Linked DNA regions of Mus musculus: regions 1 and 3 are each linked to region 2. A link is a contact called in public ChIA-PET and promoter capture Hi-C data. All regions are on one chromosome and are shown on one strand. The core of a region is the stretch at or near the end of the contact, and the rest is flanking DNA. Distances in the headings are between cores, read along the strand shown. Region 1 overlaps Reck (reversion-inducing-cysteine-rich protein with kazal motifs). Region 2 holds the start of Reck (reversion-inducing-cysteine-rich protein with kazal motifs). Region 3 holds the start of Olfr156 (olfactory receptor 156).

Evidence for each region. Promoter capture Hi-C pulls out the DNA fragments that hold promoters and counts their contacts. ChIA-PET counts read pairs in DNA pulled down with a chosen protein or histone mark.
Region 1: an RNA polymerase II ChIA-PET map of memory CD8 T cells shows a contact between it and region 2, with 66 read pairs. The contact joins the enhancer-like site here to the promoter of Reck in region 2. A contact is called at or near these places in 2 of 484 Hi-C or Micro-C datasets (the HL-1 cell line and nephron progenitors), 4 of 115 datasets of contacts at active chromatin or transcription factors (effector CD8 T cells, embryonic stem cells and memory CD8 T cells) and 2 of 9 other capture datasets (adipose tissue and pancreatic islet).
Region 3: a contact with region 2 is called in a promoter capture Hi-C map of second pharyngeal arch cranial neural crest. The contact joins the promoter of Olfr156 here to the promoter of Reck in region 2. A contact is called at or near these places in 15 of 39 promoter capture datasets (the 3T3-L1 cell line, 3T3-L1-derived adipocytes, the SN4741 cell line and 9 more), 1 of 15 datasets of contacts at CTCF or cohesin (stem cell-derived epiblast-like cells), 20 of 484 Hi-C or Micro-C datasets (the HL-1 cell line, Sertoli cells, adipose-derived mesenchymal stem cells and 9 more), 8 of 115 datasets of contacts at active chromatin or transcription factors (T-cell acute lymphoblastic leukemia, astrocytes, embryonic stem cells and 2 more) and 2 of 9 other capture datasets (adipose tissue and pancreatic islet).

What each region holds. Positions count from the first base shown.
Region 1 is chr4:43,935,332-43,938,584 of GRCm38.p6, reverse strand. Reck (reversion-inducing-cysteine-rich protein with kazal motifs) reads right to left here. Exons shown (of 21, transcript NM_016678.2): 17 at 1,083-1,275. Among named protein-coding and RNA genes, the nearest start is that of Glipr2, 21 kb to the left of the region's middle. Within about 2 kb of position 1,349, at least 94 of the 459 cell types and tissues checked have an H3K27ac peak or open chromatin away from gene starts, as enhancers often do. A contact at or near this core is called in effector CD8 T cells and memory CD8 T cells, where this site is marked.
Region 2 is chr4:43,874,272-43,877,647 of GRCm38.p6, reverse strand. Reck (reversion-inducing-cysteine-rich protein with kazal motifs) reads right to left here and starts at 2,118. Exons shown (of 21, transcript NM_016678.2): 1 at 1,943-2,118. The coding sequence starts at 2,042.
Region 3 is chr4:43,819,597-43,823,123 of GRCm38.p6, reverse strand. It overlaps Olfr156 (olfactory receptor 156), which reads left to right and starts at 1,691. Exons shown (of 1, transcript NM_019474.2): 1 at 1,691-2,789. The coding sequence starts at 1,765. The coding sequence ends at 2,721.

The sequences.
Region 1 (3,253 bases), core at 100-2,599, 62 kb before region 2:
TCATGCTGGATATGGGAAAAGAGGAGGAGGGAGGGACCAAGAGATGAGCAGGGGAGGCAGAGTCTAGTATAATTATTGGGTAGTTAGGGATATACCTGAGAAACACCCTAGCAAGGATGAAGAGAAGTGTGTGTGTGTGTGTGTGTGTGTGTGTGTGTGTGTGTGTGTGTGTGTGTGTAGCAGGTGCTGTCCATGTGAGTGGGGCACCAACTCCAAGAGAAAACTGTAGCCAGACAAGCTGAAGGGATTTTCCCCACCATGGAAGCATGGAACATGTCAGGTTTTTGTGGTTTGCAGGTGTCGCTGGGGCCTAAGATGGGAATCTCCCAGGACAGGGTCAGCACAGGATCAGGTCAGTGGGAAGCTCCAAGGAGCCTATCCCATAAGGTTATTTAATGTGGAAGCAGATCTTACAAGCCTAAAAGACTGAGTTAGGCTGATGTAAAACAAAGCTTAGAGATTTTCATGTCACTTCAGCCCAGTGGGAGAAGGTGGGAAGCAGGAAGTGGGGGTGGGGGGAGATTGCTTTTCTTCCTGATTCCTCTCTCCTCTTTCTTTCTTTCTTTCTTTCTTTCTTTCTTTCTTTCTTTCTTTCTTTCTTTCTTTCTTTCTCCCCTCCCCTCCCCTCCCCTCCCCTCCCCTCCCCTCCCCTCCCCTCCCCTTCCCTTCCCTTCCCTTCCCTTCCCTTCTTTTCTCTTCTTTTTTGAGACAGGGTTTCTCTGTGTAGCCTGTCCTGATACACCAGCCTGGCTTCAAACTCATAGATATCCTCCTGCCTCAACCTCCCAAGTGCTGGGATCAAAGGCATGTGCCACCACTGCCTGACCTGATTTGTTTCTATGGCAGCCCATAGAACTGTGAAAAGATGGCTAGCGGTGACCATCCCCGGTGTGAAACCTTAAGTCTTTTCCTAGGAATAGGTTCTGCCAGCTTCTACACTCCTCCTCAGAGGCACACACTAACTCCCCGGGCAGCGTTAGCGTTAGCCACACCACTCCTTTCTCAGCAGGGCTGCATTCTGCTTGTCTAAAAAGGTCACAAACTAACTTGATACCCTTGGGTTTGGTAGCCAAACAACATACCTGGCAAGGGCCTCTGTAAGACAGGCTTTTCCCTCTTTGGTACAGAGTGCAGAGGTTGCTGTGCTCCATGTGATCTGTGTCACACACAGGATCTCGGGCCTGGTCACAGGTGAGCTGTCTGGGCACACACTCATATTGGCTACATCCAAATTTATCAAAAGTCGTCAGGCAGACTTGTGGTTTTGGCACACATCTGAAAATGATGAAAACAGTAGGTGACGAGGGGCAGGGAGGAACTTCAGTGGGGGCAGCAAAGCCCTGGGTGTGGTACAGGAAGCTGAGGAAAGAGCCGGGCTAGTGCAGAGGAGGACAGTCAGACTAGAGAATGGCAGACACGCTGCTCAGAGAGAATTAGCTGTTGAGTGATGAGCCCTGGGCACACGTGGAAGAGGGCGTTCTAACTGGAACTTGGTGGGCAAGGAGAACAGAAGCAGGCTAGACTGAGGGAGGAGCCACAAACTCGAGGGGATATTCCAGGATGTGGGGGCGGGGAGGGGTGCGCTGAGGGTAGGGGTGGTAAACAGAAGTAAAAGCCAAAGACTCAGACATGGAGTGGGAACACCTGACCTGAGACCAAGAGTGGGCGGGGTCCAGCACTGGAGAGAGCACAGTCAAGAACCACAGACCATTTTGAGATGCTTTATTTTTTAAGGCAAGCTCTCACATGGCCCTAGCTGGCCTGGAACTTACTATACAGACTAGGCTGCCCTTGAACTCACAATGATCTGCCTACTTACTGGATGTGGTACTCTATCTCACCTAGCTAAGTACTTAATTTTTAGCTTGATTAACATGAGTCTATCTTAAGAAAGGCTCTACTAGCCAGGCGTGGTGGCGCATGCCTTTAATCCCAGCACTTGGGAGGCAGAGGCAGGCAGATTTCTGAGTTTGAGGCCAGCCTGGTCTACAGAGTGAGTTCCAGGACAGCCAGGTCTACACAGAGAAACCCTGTCTCAAAACAAAACAAAACAAAACAAAAAAACAAAAAAGGAAGGCTCTACTTTTTATACTAAAAACTCAGCTTCCTGTGCCTACTGGGTGGGGGATGAGCTGAGGGGAGGCCACAGAAGCAAGTCCTTCTAGTGACCTAACAAGGAAGGTGTTAGAACCAGGGGTACTGGAGAAAGTTGGTAATGCAGAGAGGAAGCAAGCAATCAAGCTGAGTAAATAGAAATAAGAGGCTGGGCTGGCGCGATGCTCAGGGGACAGAAGCACGTGCTGCACAGCCTGATGTCCTGAGTGTGACCCCAGAACCTATATACAAGCCAATGTGGACGCACACACTCCTAATCCAGGTTTTCTGCAGTGAGAGGGGAGGCAGAGACAGTGGGCTTTCCCAGAGCACCCGAAGGACATGACACACTGCAGAAGCACTGAGACAGACTTCACCTCAAACAAGGTAGGATGCAAAGCCAACTCCTGAAAGCCATCCTGTGGCACGCATGCCTACACTCACAGCATATATACTCATATCATACTCATACACTGAATACACACACACACATATAACATACATACACATACACACACATACCATACATACACATCACACACACACACAGAGACATACATTTTTAAGAAAAGGAAGAAGATCGCAGGAAAAGGCTGAGAGTCTGGAGGACAAACTTAAGAAAACGATCAACGCAGTGATGGTCTGTTTTGTCTCGTCATGTCCTAATGTTTAGAAAAATGTCTGGTTTATCAGTAGGTATTTGAGGGAATATAACCCTTTCTTAAGAAAACAAAGACAGAAACAAACCAACCCCCCATGCTACTGCTTTTATTTATTTATTTATTTTTAAAGATTGATTTATTTTATGTATATGAGTACACTATTGCTGTCTTCAGACACACCAGAAGGGGGCATCAGATCCTATTACAGATGGTTGTGAGCCACCATGTGGTTTCTGGGAATTGAACTCAGGATCTCTGGAAGAGCAGTCAGTGCTCTTAACTACTGAGCCATCTCTCCAGCCCTGACTACTGCTTTGAAAGATGACACAAATCCATGGGTAAAATGAAAAGGTGAAATGGTGTATTGTGCAAAGTCAGCCCCTCCTCCCACAGCGCATGTCCCAGTCCCCCAGCCCCCTTTCTTAGCTATTCATTCCAATTCTTGCAGAGATATTGTGTGCAGGTAAGAATCTTGACTTACACTGATCCAAACGGGT
Region 2 (3,376 bases), core at 869-3,368:
TCTATCTTTTTCAAGACAGGGTTTCCTGGATGTCCTCCTGTCTGTAGCCTATGCTGACCTTGAATTCACAGAAATCCTCCTGCTTCTGCATCCTAAGTGCTGGGATTAAAGGCGTGCACCACCACAGCCTGGCCTACATTGTCTTATTTTTAATTGTCTTTCCTTTTCTGCTTCTCATTTTTTGTTTGTTTTTTTATTATTGAGACAGGGTATCACTCTGTGACCCAGGCTGGCCTGTGTATTGTGGCAATATTCCTGCCTTAGCCTTCCAGGAATTGCAGGTGTAAACCACTACACCTGGCTTGTCCAAATACATCTAAGAGCTAACCTTTTGGTGTCTGCTATTCTACATGCTATACATGGATACCTCAGTTAATCCTCTTAGTAAAATCTTGAACCAGAAGTACCCAACCTTCTTAAAGCTCTGACCGTTTAACACACCTCATGTGGTGGTGACCCTCCCTCAACCATAAATGCTTTCTTTGCTACTTCATGACTTAAATTTTGCTACTGTTATGAATCATAATCATCTCTGGGTCTTTGATGGTCTTAGGTGACACCTGTGAAAGGATCATCGGACCTCCCAAAAGGGGTGGCGTCCCACAAGTTGAGAACCATAGATGTAGACGGTACCATATATAAGAATGTGGATATTAAAGTAAAAAAAAAGATTAAGGCTAAGTAACTTACTGAAGTTTTCCTAAAAGCCCTACTCCACAACAGTGGGATAAGAAGGGGGTAACTAGTATTCTTTAGACATCTTTGGACTAACTAGAACACAGAGAGATAAGCTGGATTAGTCAAGAATTCACAGTATTCTTTCGTCCCTTTTCTATTGGTTTCCTTACTAGTTTATAGTTAAATTTAGAATTCAAATAATTAACTAATCCCAGGTTCCTGTCACAATCTTCTTCAAATGCCTTCCTTTAAAATAAATAAATAAATAAATAAATAAAGCATCAACCAAAACTCCTTAATTTTAACTTCTCAGGCTTTCTTGAAAACTTCCTTGAGACTGGGTATGTTTTTCCCCTGAGTGCCTCTCCCTGTAAGCAACACACTCCTCCGTTACTTTTGTTATAAAAATTCCATTCATCTTTCGATGGCTAGTATAGGTAGACACTCGGTTTTTCTCATCTTCTAGGTGAATGTCAACGTTCCTCTGTGCACATGCAGCCCCACCCGCATCTCTCCTCTGAACCTGTCTGCCTGAATTCAAACTGCTTAGCGCTCCTGTCTTCCACCACCTATCAGCCTGAGGTGTCCCGGGAAGCACGAGTTCGTGTCACATCCGAACGCTGAGCAAGCGCAGGAAGGACAATCCTAAGCGGTCAAGCTTTCCATCCATCTCTGGTGCAACTGCTTTAACAGAGCCCTAGAACACACCTCTCTCCCGAAGCCAAGCCGCCACGGGGTGATTTATCGATGTGTAGTCAACCCCCACCCCACCTTACCCCATCCCCCAGCCGGGTCTCAGACCCACGGTGCACCCGCCAGGCAACCTTGTGGACCCTATCAAAGTTCACCGCCACTCAGGCCAAGTCAGTCAAATTAACAAGTGACAACAACTGACTGGGCAGCAGCAGGGGAGCTGCACCTACGTATCCCTTCCGCCCAGCGGTGCTATCCGGAGCCCAGGCACCTCCCTGTTTTCTGACAGGGACCCTGGCCAGGGACCAGGGTCCGGCAGGGCAAGGGGCCCCTGTCTGGGAGGTGACAGAACAAGGCCTCGAACCCCAGTCACCACCCCAGGGTTCGCAAGATCTTCAGGGAGAAGAAGACGAGGGCGGAGAGCGGCCTCCGGGTCGGGCTCCAGCCCGGCGTTCCTGACCGCCGCCCGCGGGTCTGGGGGCACGCGCACCCCGCCCCCGGCTCCGCGCCATCTTGGAGCGCTGAGGCACTCCTCAGGACCGCCCCGATCGTGGCTCCCGCGGCTACTCACCCGCGCTGCCCGGGGCCAGGCCCCCCGTCACCTCCGCGACCCCCGCCGCGGCCAGCAGAAGTAGCAGCGCGCTGCGCGGGGAGGCCCGGACGCTCGCCATGTCCGGGCCGGGTGGGTCCGAAGCCGCGGGATGCTCGGACCCAGCCTGGCCGTAGCAACCCCTGGCACCAGGCCCCGCCCCCGGCGCCTTGGCTCTCTGGTGATTGGCTGCGGCTCGCTGAAGCCCCGCCCCGGCCGCTCAGAGTTTTCAAAACCTCCCGGGGGGCGGCAGCGCGCCCTGGACCCTGGCTCTTTGTTATGGGCCAGCTGTGTGTCGCCTTCGGACTCGGGCTCCCGGGCTGCGGTCTTCAAACGGGAAGTCAGAGGCTGGAGACCCCTGTGGAATGCCTCTGTCCCGTGTCGGGGCACATAGGGGGTGGGGAGCCCGCAGCTCAGGGGCGACTGGCCTGCCGAGATCACTCTGCAGGTCCGTCTGATTTGCAAGGGCTAAGTCAAAGCTGAACTGTAGGGCGTGCACCCCTAGTTGAATCCTCCAGAACACTCTTACTATCCTGTCCAAAGGCTGCCTCGACCTAAAGAAGGCGTGTTACCTGGCCTCCCCTCAAAGCCAAAGGGCTCTGCTGAGGGCACGGATTCACAGGCTGGCTTCGCTGTTAATACCTATTGCACTCAGAGAAAGGGTCAGGGCAGCCTGTATGACTAGACTTAGAGAGCCTTGAAATTCAGAATTGGTTCGAGAGGATTTGGAGATGAATCTTTGAGCAGCTACTCCGGAGAATGTTCCAGAGGACCTAGGAATCAAAGCGAATTCATTGTGGAGAAACGCCCCCCACCCCCCACCCCCCCCTTTTTCCTGGCTACCTGGCCCTTGAACAGATAGCTCGTCCAGTTTAGAGACTTGCTGTTCAGAAGTGAAGCCAATTGCTTATTTCCAGATTCCTCTATTCAGGTCACTAACAGCAGCTTTCTCCTGCGACAGATGGTAACTATGACTGTAATGAAAAGAACAAAGTCTTGACACCCTCCTCGAGTCCAGATTGTACACTACTCCCGACTAGCCCCGTGTCTGTGGGTGAGGACATTTTTACTTCTGAGCCTCCCCCCCACCCCAACCCTCATGCTGGCCTTCTTGATAAGATTAATGAACGTATTGTGTTTATTTACTTATTTTGAAGACAGGATCTCATACAGCTCAGGCTGACCTTGAGTTTACAATGAAGCCAAGGCTGGCCCTGATTTCCTGATCAAGCGCACAGGAACCCAGTCTCATATTGTATTTAGAATGTCTCAGACAGTGCTTGACCCAGTGAATAATTGAGATATCTGAACTCAGGCCATGGGGCTAACTGGCTGAACGTATTTCCCACTCTGCCCCTACTACTTTGTGCTTCTTCAAAACAACAGACTTTCTTTATTAAAAACACTGAGGACAAG
Region 3 (3,527 bases), core at 442-2,941, 54 kb after region 2:
AGTAAAGGAAGAAGAGAAGGCACTTCCTGCCGCGGTTCACACCTCCCACGCATAGTGCTGTACCTGCCATGGCTCACACCTCCCATACACAGCTCTAACATCTCTGAAAACTTTCTCCTCAACTATTCCTGATGCCTGCGGTTCAGCCCTGACAGCTGCACGAGGAGAGCTCTAAACTGAGTTTGGTTTCTCTCACCCATCTTCCCCAGCAACAGGGTAATAGTAAAAGAGAGTCAAAGCCTGACTACGGGGCAGATTTCTTAGAGGAAGATTTGGTGCATCTATTGTCTAGGAATGTCCTAGGGAGGGTGAGAAGGACAAGAGCTGCTCAACTGGACCTTTACATCCTCAGTAGACACAAATGCTGGACAAGAACATGCAGTGATGAGGGACAGGCTAGGGGGAGAGTGGAGAACCATCTGGGCCAGCCTATGGTTCTGTCGGAGCTTCAAGTTCCTCATTGTTTTAAAACATCTCTTCTCTCTGTCTGTCTGTCTGTCTGTCTGTCTGTCTGTCTCTCTCTCTCTCTCTCTGTGGTGTGTGTGTGTGTGTGTGTGTGTGTGAGTGTGTGTGTGCACGCACATGCCTGTACACAATCACATGTCATGGTGCTCATGTGGACGTCAGAGAACAACTTGAAGGAGTTGCTTCTCTCTTTCCATCTTTTGGGTCCCAGGAATTGAACTCTACTCAGGCTTGGTGACAAGCCTCTACTCACTGAACCATCTCTCCGGCCCCACTTTCCTAATCTTTAATGTGAGAAGTCAAGGTCTGAGGCTTTCCCTAATGTACAGGTCTGCAGTTCTTCCGTCCCTGAAGCACACGGTACGCATGGTTCTCTCCTTGCGCAAGACCTCGGTAAGCCTGGAATTGTTTTCCCTACTTTGGAGAATGCATTGCAATGGAACTGCAGTGCCTTTCATGGTCAAGTCAGGTACAGCAGGGTTTGAGTTAGAAGCTGCAACTTAGAAAACTTCTCCAAAGCACAGAGTCCAGTCACAAGGTATACACAGGAAGACACAAGAGACACTTGTCCTTTCATAGGTACGGAGCAGCCTGGTCCTACTGTTGATCTATAGGAAAGGCAATAAGGCTATACTTCTGTAAAGACCACCATGTCCAGCAGCCCCCAGACTCTACTGATAGTGCAACCCAGGGACAGCATCCATCAAATTCACAGGAAATGAAGGACAGGCACCATGCAACAAACAGAAATTCTGGCTAGACTCTAATCTGCCTGGCTACCGTATTCTCTCTGTGTGATGCTAACTTATCATCATAATGTCACTGTAAGGGCTCAGAATCAGAGTGACAGGAGTGAGGGAGACCATGCCAATAGCTAACATTACTAAGAGCGACTTCGGCCCAGAAAGGGGCAGGAATGTTTGGGACAGGCAGAGGCAGCGAGATTAGTCCATGCCCCTCCCCTCCTCTGGAGCCGTGTAGCATCCTACAGTCTCCTTCTTCATGGTTTTCATGTAGTCCTGCATCCATGAATAGACACACCCCTTCCCCCAGGCAGGCGTGCTGGCTCCACTGGCCTGACTATATCGCGTCCCTCCATCTATCTCAGTTGGCTACCAGAGGCTTTTCCTGCTTGAACCAATGCGTCCTGATCTCTCAGGCAAACTAATAGAGAATTGTATCCCTTCAACACTGACTTTACATTTAATTATACGTTCTAGAACCATGCCCACATCCTGATCCTGATGAGCAAGTGCTTGCTGTCCTCTGCTCTCTCAAGACGGGAAGAGAACATGCGAAATGGAAGGAGCCAATCAGTCTACGGTAGCTGAATTTGTCTTGCTGGGGTTGTCAGATCACCCAAAGCTGGAGAAAACCTTCTTCGTGCTCATCCTGCTGATGTACCTGGTGATCCTGCTGGGCAACGGCGTCCTCATCCTGGTGAGCATCCTCGACTCCCACCTGCACACGCCCATGTACTTCTTCCTGGGGAACCTCTCCTTCCTGGACATCTGCTATACTACCTCCTCGATTCCCTTAGTCCTGGATGGTTTTCTCACCCCCAGGAAGACCATCTCCTTCTCGGGCTGTGCCGTGCAGATGTTTCTCTCCTTTGCCATGGGAGCCACGGAGTGTGTGCTCCTGGGCATGATGGCGTTTGATCGTTATGTGGCCATCTGCAACCCTCTTAGATACCCTGTGGTCATGAACAAGTCTGCCTATGTGCCCATGGCCGTCAGCTCCTGGGTGGCTGGCGGTGCTAACTCCTTGGTGCAGATCTCCCTTGCGGTGCAGTTGCCTTTCTGTGGGGACAATGTCATCAATCACTTCACCTGTGAGATCCTAGCAGTCTTAAAGCTAGCCTGTGCTGACATCTCCATCAATGTGATCAGCATGGGGGTGGCCAATGTGATTTTCCTGGGGGTTCCAGTTCTGTTCATCTTTGTCTCCTACATCTTCATACTCTCCACCATCCTGAGGATCCCCTCTGCCGAGGGGAGGAAGAAGGCCTTCTCCACCTGTTCTGCCCACCTCACCGTGGTACTTGTCTTCTATGGGACCATCCTGTTCATGTACGGGAAGCCCAAGTCCAAGGACCCATTGGGGGCAGACAAACAGGATGTTTCAGACAAGCTCATCTCCTTATTTTATGGGGTGCTGACCCCCATGCTGAACCCCATCATCTACAGCCTGAGGAACAAGGATGTGAAGGCCGCTGTGAGGAACCTGGTAGGTCAGAAATGCCTGATTCAGTGATAGTGAGGAAGGAAGTGGGTTACTTCCCCGTTCAGTGCACACAGGGCTTGGCTGGGAATGGTCAATCATTCAGCATAGCCTTGATGGCTAGCCCTGAAGATCAGTCTGGACTGAGTTCTTCGTGAGTGACTGGGCTGGACCATGGACTCTTTAGAATCAAGACACTGGTTGTACAAAATATCCTAGAACCAAGAAAAAGTGCTATGAAAATTAAGTGTTCTTTGTACACTAACGAAAAAAGCAATAAAAACTGAAAAATAAAAACTGAAAAAAAATACACTTCTCTCTTTGTCAGTAAAGTCTAGTTGGGGTGTGTATGTCAGGTCCTTTTTTCCCCTACTGTACAACTGAGAAGAACTCAGTGCTTGTTTTATTTTTTTATTTAGACTCCACGCTGGTCTGGAATACATAATCTCTCTCCATGCTTAGCCCACTCACACCACTTCCAAAGTTTCTCCCTCACCCTCTTCAGTCAGTCCCCACCTCTGACCCCATGGAACTCCTAAGTACATTCTAGAAAGTTTTCTTTTCTCTATAAATTTCGGATAATAGAGTATGTATTTACTTTTACACCTGATCTTCTTTTCTTTTCCACATTCATGTTTTAGATATTTTATCTAGTGGTAACATATATTAACAAAAAGGGGCCATGAATTCAAGAGGGAAGCATGGGAGGGGAAGGGAGAGGGGAAGGGGGAGAAGGGGAGAGGGAGGGAGAGGAGTAGACATGATACAAATACAGTATACTCATGTATAAAATTCTAAAAAAAAATTCAAAAATGTTTGATATATCTAAAGCAGAGTTC